Linked DNA regions of Sus scrofa: all the other regions are linked to region 1. The links are chromatin contacts, called in public Hi-C maps. All regions are on one chromosome and are shown on one strand. The core of a region is the stretch at or near the end of the contact, and the rest is flanking DNA. Distances in the headings are between cores, read along the strand shown. Region 1 holds the start of MFSD14A (hippocampus abundant transcript 1 protein). Region 2 overlaps LOC110260374 (a long non-coding RNA gene). Region 3 holds the start of TRMT13 (tRNA:m(4)X modification enzyme TRM13 homolog).

What was found. Hi-C and Micro-C count contacts between places; a contact is called where the count stands out from the background.
Region 2: a contact with region 1 is called in a Hi-C map of liver, with 4 times the contacts expected there. The contact joins the enhancer-like site here to the promoter of MFSD14A in region 1. A contact is called at or near these places in 2 of 5 promoter capture datasets (fetal liver and liver), 12 of 47 Hi-C or Micro-C datasets (alveolar macrophages, fetal liver, heart right ventricle and 4 more) and 1 of 2 datasets of contacts at active chromatin or transcription factors (skeletal muscle).
Region 3: a Hi-C map of skeletal muscle shows a contact between it and region 1, with 6 times the contacts expected there. The contact joins the promoter of TRMT13 here to the promoter of MFSD14A in region 1. A contact is called at or near these places in 2 of 5 promoter capture datasets (fetal liver and liver), 13 of 47 Hi-C or Micro-C datasets (alveolar macrophages, brain, fetal liver and 8 more) and 2 of 2 datasets of contacts at active chromatin or transcription factors (alveolar macrophages and skeletal muscle).

The regions. Positions count from the first base shown.
Region 1 is chr4:118,089,084-118,091,783 of Sscrofa11.1, forward strand. MFSD14A (hippocampus abundant transcript 1 protein) reads right to left here and starts at 1,291. Exons shown (of 13, transcript XM_013997351.2): 1 at 1,052-1,291. The coding sequence starts at 1,135.
Region 2 is chr4:118,161,333-118,164,032 of Sscrofa11.1, forward strand. The region is part of intron 1 of LOC110260374 (a long non-coding RNA gene); the gene reads right to left. Among named protein-coding and RNA genes, the nearest start is that of SLC35A3, 37 kb to the left of the region's middle. Within about 2 kb of position 1,374, at least 8 of the 83 cell types and tissues checked have an H3K27ac peak or open chromatin away from gene starts, as enhancers often do. A contact at or near this core is called in fetal liver and liver, where this site is marked.
Region 3 is chr4:117,984,282-117,986,981 of Sscrofa11.1, forward strand. TRMT13 (tRNA:m(4)X modification enzyme TRM13 homolog) reads right to left here and starts at 1,352. Exons shown (of 10, transcript XR_002343574.1): 1 at 1,101-1,352. SASS6 (spindle assembly abnormal protein 6 homolog) reads left to right here and starts at 1,318. Exons shown (of 17, transcript XM_021090148.1): 1 at 1,318-1,654. The coding sequence starts at 1,338.

The DNA.
Region 1 (2,700 bases), core at 41-2,540:
TATTTAGCCCTGTGCTAGTAGTTGAGGGCTCCAACAAAATATAAGCAAATATGGGGGGAAAAGGAACCATTTCTGCCTATTTCTCGGAGAAGTGACATATGCATTTCACTTTTCCATTCTATTTCAGAACATGATATCAAAGAAGGCAACAAAGACTAGAGAGCGTAGCAATGGAGAATTTTCAGCATAAAAAAAGTACAGGCGCGTTATTTTCAATTAAGAGGCCTACGTCCCCTGCTGGTTAACGACACCACGATGCATAAAGTTTACTGTGACGACAACTGTTTCTAAAAAGCACAAATTTTGTCTCGCCCTCAATCGGTCTTCCAATCCTCAGGCCACAACTCCATCTAGTCTTTTTTGTTTTAAAATACACCAGGTGATTTCTGAAGCCCGGGGGTGAGGACTGGCCTGTGAAAACCAGCAGATTCAGGTCTAGGCCCAGGTGTCCTCTGTCCCGCTCCTGCTGCGGGAAGTCAGGGGGAAGCCCACCTTCCGACGGTGTTTACCGTACAGCAGGCAGCGAAGGGCAGGAGCACCGACCCAGGACCGGGAAGGAGAGAGCGAGCGCACGACCCGGCCCCGCCGGGGTCGCCGCGCCAGATGCCACCCCGTTAGCAGCATATGGGAGGGCAGGGACTGCCCCCGGCCGCGGGGCCTGGACGGCGGGGGGGAGGGGGCGGCACCAGCACCGCCCCGGCGACACGGTGGGCCGGCCGGCGACGGAGCCCGGCGTCGATCCCTGCCCGCGGAGGAGGAGCGCGGGGGGCTCGGGGCCGCAGGGCCTCCGGGGGCGACGGCGGAGAGGGCGGCAGGTGCGGGAGAGGCGAGCGGCTTCACCATCCGAGAGGACCGGCCCGGAGGCCGCAGGCCGGCGAGGAGAGGAAAGCCCCCGGAGCAGAGGCACGGGGGCCCGGGAGCCCGAGACAGCGGCACCGCGGGAGGGTAGGGAGGGCGGAGGGCACCCAGGGGCGGCCGCAGGGGGCAGCGCGGGGGCAGAGAGAGATCCGGGCCCCGCAAGACCCTCCCCGGCGCGGTACCCCCGGCTCACCGTGCCTCCGTCCTTAATGATGATCTTCTTGGCCAGCATGATACTGCGGTTCGCGGCCCGTTTCTTCTTCTTCCCCTGGGTCATTTTACCATCCTCGACTCCTGGCGCTGCTGCAGCCACTCCCGGGGCGGCCGGCCCCAGCGGCGAGTGCCGTCCCGCCACTACTGCCGGGCCGAGCCGCTCGGGGCGCCCGCCGCCATCTTGAGGGCCCGGCCTGCCTCCGGCGGCGCGTCACATCGTGCGATCGGCCGACGAGCCCGCCCCGCCCACGTGACGCCGCCCCGCCCACGTGACGCCGCTCCGCCCGCTCGGCCGCCGGGGGGCGGCGCGCGCCTATGCGATCCCGGGCGGAGCGAGCCGCTCACCAGCTCGCTGGATCCTCGCAGCCGCCCGGGCGCTGGGGCCCGCGGAAGTTCCCCGTAACGGAGGAGGAATTGGACATTTCTAAAAGTTACCTGCTCCTGGAAAGAGCCGAGAAACGGTTGCACTGGAATTTTAACCAGACGAGTAGACTCTCTGGGCCGTCCACAGCTGTGTTCTAACCGAGACCAGAGCCGAAGGAAACGGTTCAGAGTTTCCCAGAAATAAGCTGAGTTTTCATAAACAATTTTTTGTCTTTCTGGTGCTGGGGGCGGGAGCGGCCTAGAGCTCAACCGAAGCACCTTTTCTTTATTCTCCGCTGATAGAAACTTACATAACCGGAGTCCCCGTCTGGGCTCAGTGGAAATGAATCTGACAAGTATCCATGAGGACGCAGGTTCAATACCTGGCCCCACTCAGTGGGTTAAGGCTCAGCGTTGCTGTGAGCTGCCGTGTAGACCAGAAGCTACAGCGCCAATTTGACCCCTAGTCTGAAAACCTCCATACGCTGCAGGTGCGGCCCTAAAAGAGAAAAACAAAACCTTACATAACCTAAGTCACACTTTGTAGCCCGCTGCCTGTATTGTTTAACAATCAATTTTGTAGAGTTCCTATCATGGCTCAGTGGTTAATGAATCCGACTAGGAACCATGAGGTTGCGGGTTCCATCCCTGGCCTCGCTCAGTGGGTTAAGGATCCGAAATTGCCGTGGGCTGTGGTGTAGGTCGCAGACGTGGCTCGGATCCCGCGTTGCTGTGGCTGTGGTGTAGGCTGGCAGCTACAGCTCTGATTAGACTCCTACCCTGGGAACCTCCATATGCTGTGGGTGTGGCCCAAAAAAGACAAAAAAAAAAAAAAAAAGGAATGTCAGAAGGGGCCCTAAAAAGCAAAAAAAAAAAAAAAAAAAAGACTATCCTTTTCCTGAAGGAATATAAGCCTTTAGGAGAGAAGGGATGTGGAGCTTGCTACCTGCTCTGAAATAGTTAGGAAATAAGTATGTGAGGAAAGGGTAAGAGAATGATGAAGCAGAACGGAAAGATGTTGAAAAAAAAAATAGTAAATTTGGGTATGGTGGTTTTAAGATATGTTCACAAGTTGAGTGATATTCTTTTCTAGAAGAGGTGGAGTCTAATTCCTCGTGAGGGTGGGCTGGGGTTAGTGACTGTTATCTAACAGGATATGATGGAAGTGACAGCGCTGACTTCATAGTGTAGGTCATAGAAAGTACTCCATCCTCCCACTGGCTCTGTCTTCCTCATTTCTCAGGGCCCAAGCCTAGTGGAAACCAG
Region 2 (2,700 bases), core at 124-2,623, 72 kb after region 1:
GTAGCCGCCGGCCTACACCACAGCCACAGCAACTAAGGATCCAAGTCGCACATTCAGACCATAGCACCTCTCTATGAAATTCCAAGGCAAAACCACTTGTTGAGATATTCTGATCCGCTCTCCCTAAGATTTGAATAAAATCTGTATCCTCAAAAAAAATTTTTTTTTTTAAAGAGAAACTGGTCCATGTAAATGCTTTTCATGTTTTTTCTTCAAATGTTTACTTTTGAGAAAGAGTGTGGGGAAAATGTAATTATAATGTATACATGTAAGGATAACCTGACCCCCTTGCTGTACAGTGGGAAAAAAAAAATGTTTACTTTTGTATTTTACATGAGCCAGTTTTATGATCAAAAAAAAAAAATCAGTATCCCTTTTTGTCCAATTTTTTCTTCTTTTTTTTCTTTTTATGGCCACAGGTGCAGCATATGGAAGTCCCAAGCTAGAGGTTGAATGGGAGCTACAGCTTCTAGCCTACTCCACAGCCTCAGTCACGTGGGTTCCAAGCTGAGTCGGTGACCTACACCACGGCTCACAGCAACACCACATCCTTAACCCACTGAGAAAGGCCAGGGATCAAACCTGCGTCCTCATGGATACTATTCAGGTTCTTACCAATAAGCCACAACAGGACTCCTAGTAATTGTGTTTTGTAGTGTGTCATCTTGGAAATGGCTTCTAAGATCTTTCAGTAACTTAAACTCTTAGATGAATGTTAATCTGAGTTAATTAATGGATATTCATAGATACACAGATCATTTCTAAGTAGGATAGGATACTGAAACATTAATTGCAGAACATAATTTGCAGTTTATATAATATTTATGTATTTTTTGCCTCTTTTCTCTTTTTTTTTTTTTTTTTACGACTGCACCTATGGCATATGGAAAGTGCCAGGCTAGGGGTCAAATCGGAGCTGCAGCTGCCCACCTATACCACAGCCACAGCAACTCGGATCTGAGCCTCATCTGCTCCCTACACCATTGCTCACAGCAACTCTGGATCCTTAACCCACTGAGGGAGGCCAGGGATTGAACCCACATCCTCATGGATACTAGTCAGGTTCTTAACCCACTGAGCCACAATGGGAACTCCCAGAGGCTAAATATTTGGATCTGTTAATGAATATATTCATTTATGCAGCTTTGGGATGTGAATAGCTATAAAAAGTTATGAAATGTGTGTTTATAACCTCTACTGATCTGCTAAAAATGCTAGTGTATTCAGTCACAATTACCTAACCTCCTAGTTTTCCCTGTGAAATAGAAGTGACCAGTTAAAAGATATAATCAATATATGCAAACAAGCCTCTTCTCAGAGCAAAGGTGACAGAGAGGAACTTTGTAGGCAAAGTCTGCAGGGTAGGTTTTAGTTGCGCAAAAAGAGAGCAAATTTGTGCTGACGTAAACTGGATCTTCGTTCCAGAATGAGAAGGAGGAAAGTGTAGGAAAGAATTGCATGGATAAAGAAAAATCCCCCAAAGGAAATTTTAATTACAGTGGTCAAAGCGGGCTGAAGGTTAATGGATTTACTTACGAGATTGTCAAAAGTGTTTTAGTAACAAATACACCGACGTACGATGAGACTTTAGTTTTCTCACTGTTCGGGATTACTTGCCTGCCTTCCTTAGTAAGAGGTTGTAAGAATTTTTCTTTCCTTCTGAGAAATCTGCCTATAAAACAAGGATTCTGTATCTTATCAGAACTATTTCCTGTGTTTTATATTGATTTTATATCCTTGATTGTTTGAGTACAAAGTCTTCCTACTTTTGAAAGAGCTAAGGTTCTCTGCAATCATGCTATCTCCTATGTATACTTTTAAAATATTTTATTGTCATTTTGGTTGAAGAGGTGGCCAAGTATTTTTCACAGTAACCCATGATCTTATATAAGCAAGTGTTCAAACCTCCTCACAAATTTTGATATTTTGCCTTCCAAATTCCAAATCTCAAACGATATATTTTGCATTTAAGATTGATTTCCCAGAAGGCCCTTGTAAAATCACAAAGAACTTGTTCTTTTATCCTATAAAAAAGAGAGGTTCTAGAAATAACTAGTTTTTTTGTTTTGTTTTTGCTTTTAGGGTCGCACCCATGGCATTTGGAGGGGGTCAAATCAGAGCTGTAGCTGCCAGCCTATACCACAGCTACAACAACAAGGGATCTGAGCCGTGTCTGCAACCTACACCAGCGCTCACGGCAACGCCGGATCCTTAACGCTTTGAGCGAGGCCAGGGATCGAACCTTCGTCCTCATGGATGCTAGTCAGATTCGTTTCTGCTGAGCCATGACAGGAATTTCTAGAAAGAATTAGGTTTATTTGGAGTTCCTGTTGTAGCTCAGCAGGTTATGAACCCGACCTCTGTCAGAGGGGATGTGGGTTTAATCCCTGGCCTTGCTCAGTGGGTTAAGGATCTGGCATTGCTGTGAGCTGCAGCATAGGTCACAGATGTGGCTCCTAGCCAGAGTTGCTGTGGTTGTAGCATAGGTCTTAGCTACAGCTCTGATTGTCTTCTAGCCTGGGAACTTTTATATGCTTCAGGGGCAGCCATTAAAAAAAAAAAATCTTTCTTTGAGATTATCTTTGATCAAAAGAAGAATGATCATAGAGAGAAATTTTGTTTCAAAGGAAAACTGTAGCATACCCTTCTGACTCTATTCCCAAATTAGCAATAGCTGGAGTTATTAGACTTTAGCCTTGT
Region 3 (2,700 bases), core at 102-2,601, 100 kb before region 1:
CCTTCTGGACGTCTGGTCACGGTGAAGTGTAAGGTCTTAGAGTGAGGACAAAGGCCTCCTCCAATCATAAAGCTCATTTTTCGATCAGGGGATGTTTGCTGGTCCCCTCAAAACCAGCCAAGGCAACAGTGAGTGTACTTCAAAGAGTCCTTGTAAGTCACAAGTCACTTACATTCCAAAACAAGAATCTGCTTGTTTTAGTACACTTCACTCTACGCAAATGTCAGTCAAATCAACACATGAAGTACAGCTTTGGCTATGAGGGACAGTAGCAGATGGCAGGGCTGGAGGGGGTGTGTGTGCGCGCGCGCACGCGCATCTGTATTAGACATTGCCTAGCAGGAGAAACCATCGGACTCACAAAGAAAAGAAATGTAAATAACACCGGACATTCAGAAGACATGAAATCAGATGCTTGTCTATTTGGTTTAATTGTTCTAAAAGCTATCAAACATGCTCTTTCTATAAGCATTCTGCTCTTGCTGTTTTTAAAATTTTCTATCATATATCTCCTAAAGAAAAACACATACATAAAGATATATAGTTCGACATCACAATCATACGTTTAATGGAACAAAATCATACAGTTTCTGTTCTCAGTGTTGAGTCAATTCTTACATGTTTTTAAATCTTTCCTTCCCCTTTGCAGCAAAGTAGTTATTAGTTGCTTTCAAAAGACTGTACATCTAATTCACAAGAAGTGACTCACAATAATTCACAAGAAGTGATTATCGTTCACAAAACAATGAAAACACAATGAGTGAAACCTTGGGATCTGTCTTCTTTCTAAACCACCACTTCCCATCAGGAAGGCGGAGAGTGAGCGGAGCGCAAGAAGCGGTAGTCTGCGGTAAAACTACAATCTAGCGTTACCACGAGTTGGTATCAAGATAAACGGGTCACTGCTGGCGCTTTACTTAGTACAAGACAACACTGCACTTCACTACGGCTCATCATCGCTCCCTAGGGAGGCCAGGACTGCGTTTATCACGGGAAAAGCTGGAAACTCCAGGGGACAGAAGCAGAAATCTGTCAGAGAGGGAAAGTGCCGGACCAGGAAACTTATTTCCGACCCTCGAGAGGGTAAGGCGATACCAGACCTCCGCCGCTCCAGCGTGTTCACCACAGAACCTTTTCCCCGCTGCCACCACCATCCTGCAGAACCGCTTCTTCTTTTCCACATAGTAACCGCATCGCCCCTCTGCTGGAGAGTCAGTTCCATGCGGTGTCGGCGCAGAAGCCGCCATAATTCAGGGCTTACTTCAGGTAGCAAGCATCGATCCGGCGAAGAGAGGAAAAGTTGTTAGCGCCTCTCGGGTTCCCTTCCCTTAACAAATATGGCGGCCTCGGATCCCGCCACGCAGGAGGGTACCCGGAACGACCGCCCAGCCGTCACAAAACCGGAAGAAGCTGATGGTGGCCGGCGAGGCCCAAACCTCCTCCGTATCGTCTCTGCTTCACTTTCCCCGCCTCTTCCGCGGAAGCCGAGCGCCAAACTTAAACAGGCCCCGGAGGCCTTTCAGGCTAGTACCGCTGACCCGCCGGCCCGTTTGGGTTTTTCCGCACACCGGCCGGGGCAGGGGTTCAGCATGAGCCAGATTCTGTTCCAGCAACTCGTCCCGTTGCAGGTGAAATGTAAAGACTGCGAGGAGAGGTGAGGGCCGCGTTACTCTGTGCCCGCGGGTGGCGGTTAGGGGTCGGGCCAAGGGGGAAAGATGGCGGCTCCGGCCGGTGGGCCCCGGCCTGCGCTGGGTGTGCGGCCCATCTCCCCGGGCCGCGGAGACAGAGCTGGCTGGGACCTCGTGGTCGTTTCAAAGTCTGCCGTTGCTGGGGAGGGAAGAGTGAGGAATGGGTCGCCGACCCGCATCAGTTTTTGTGTGTGTTTTTTTTTAAGTCTTATCTCTGGATGTTGTCATGGAGATGATAGCCCATTTCTCTTTTTGACGGATAAGAAGTCTGGCTCAGAGAAATTAAGTAATTTGCGTGAGAGCTCACGAGTTCACGGCGGGCGGGCACTAGAATTCAGGCTTTGGCTCACGGCCCTTTTTCCCCCCTCTCTCCTTTGAACGCTACTGGAAGTAAATGCAAGGTTAGACTTAAAAAAAAAAAAAAAACTCTACAAATTTGTGGTGTATTGCCTCTCTTTCGTCATAGTTACTAAAAATAAATTACGTGTAATAAATTGAAAAACAATTGTTGAAAACCATATATTCATTTAGTCATTCAACAAACGTTGAACACTCTTCCTGGGCACCGGGGATACAGTGATCAGGAGAGTTCTTGTGTTGGTGGAGTTTACAGTCTGGTGAGGGTGGAAATAAAGGCCAGTATCACAGATAAATGTAAAAGTTACAACTTTGGTTAAAGAGGTGGTGCTGTTGAGGCCGAAGTAGGGAGATTTGGCAGGAGATTTCAATTTTGTCTCAAGTGCACCACTCAGTGTCAGCTGGCTCCTCTCTGAACCTTGATTTTCCTCATTAGTAAAGCTGATAAAACATGGCTACCTACATGGTTGGTTGTTAATGAGGATCAGGTGTGAAAATATATGTGAAAACTAAGTGGTGTGGAAATGTGACATTAAAAGAAATGAAGACATTGATTTGTTGAGCTGCCAGTGATGTGAAATTAGTATGTAGTTCAGAATTAGGTCCAGAATCAATTGGCAAGCCAGGGAGGAGATGGTACCAAAACCAGCAGCTG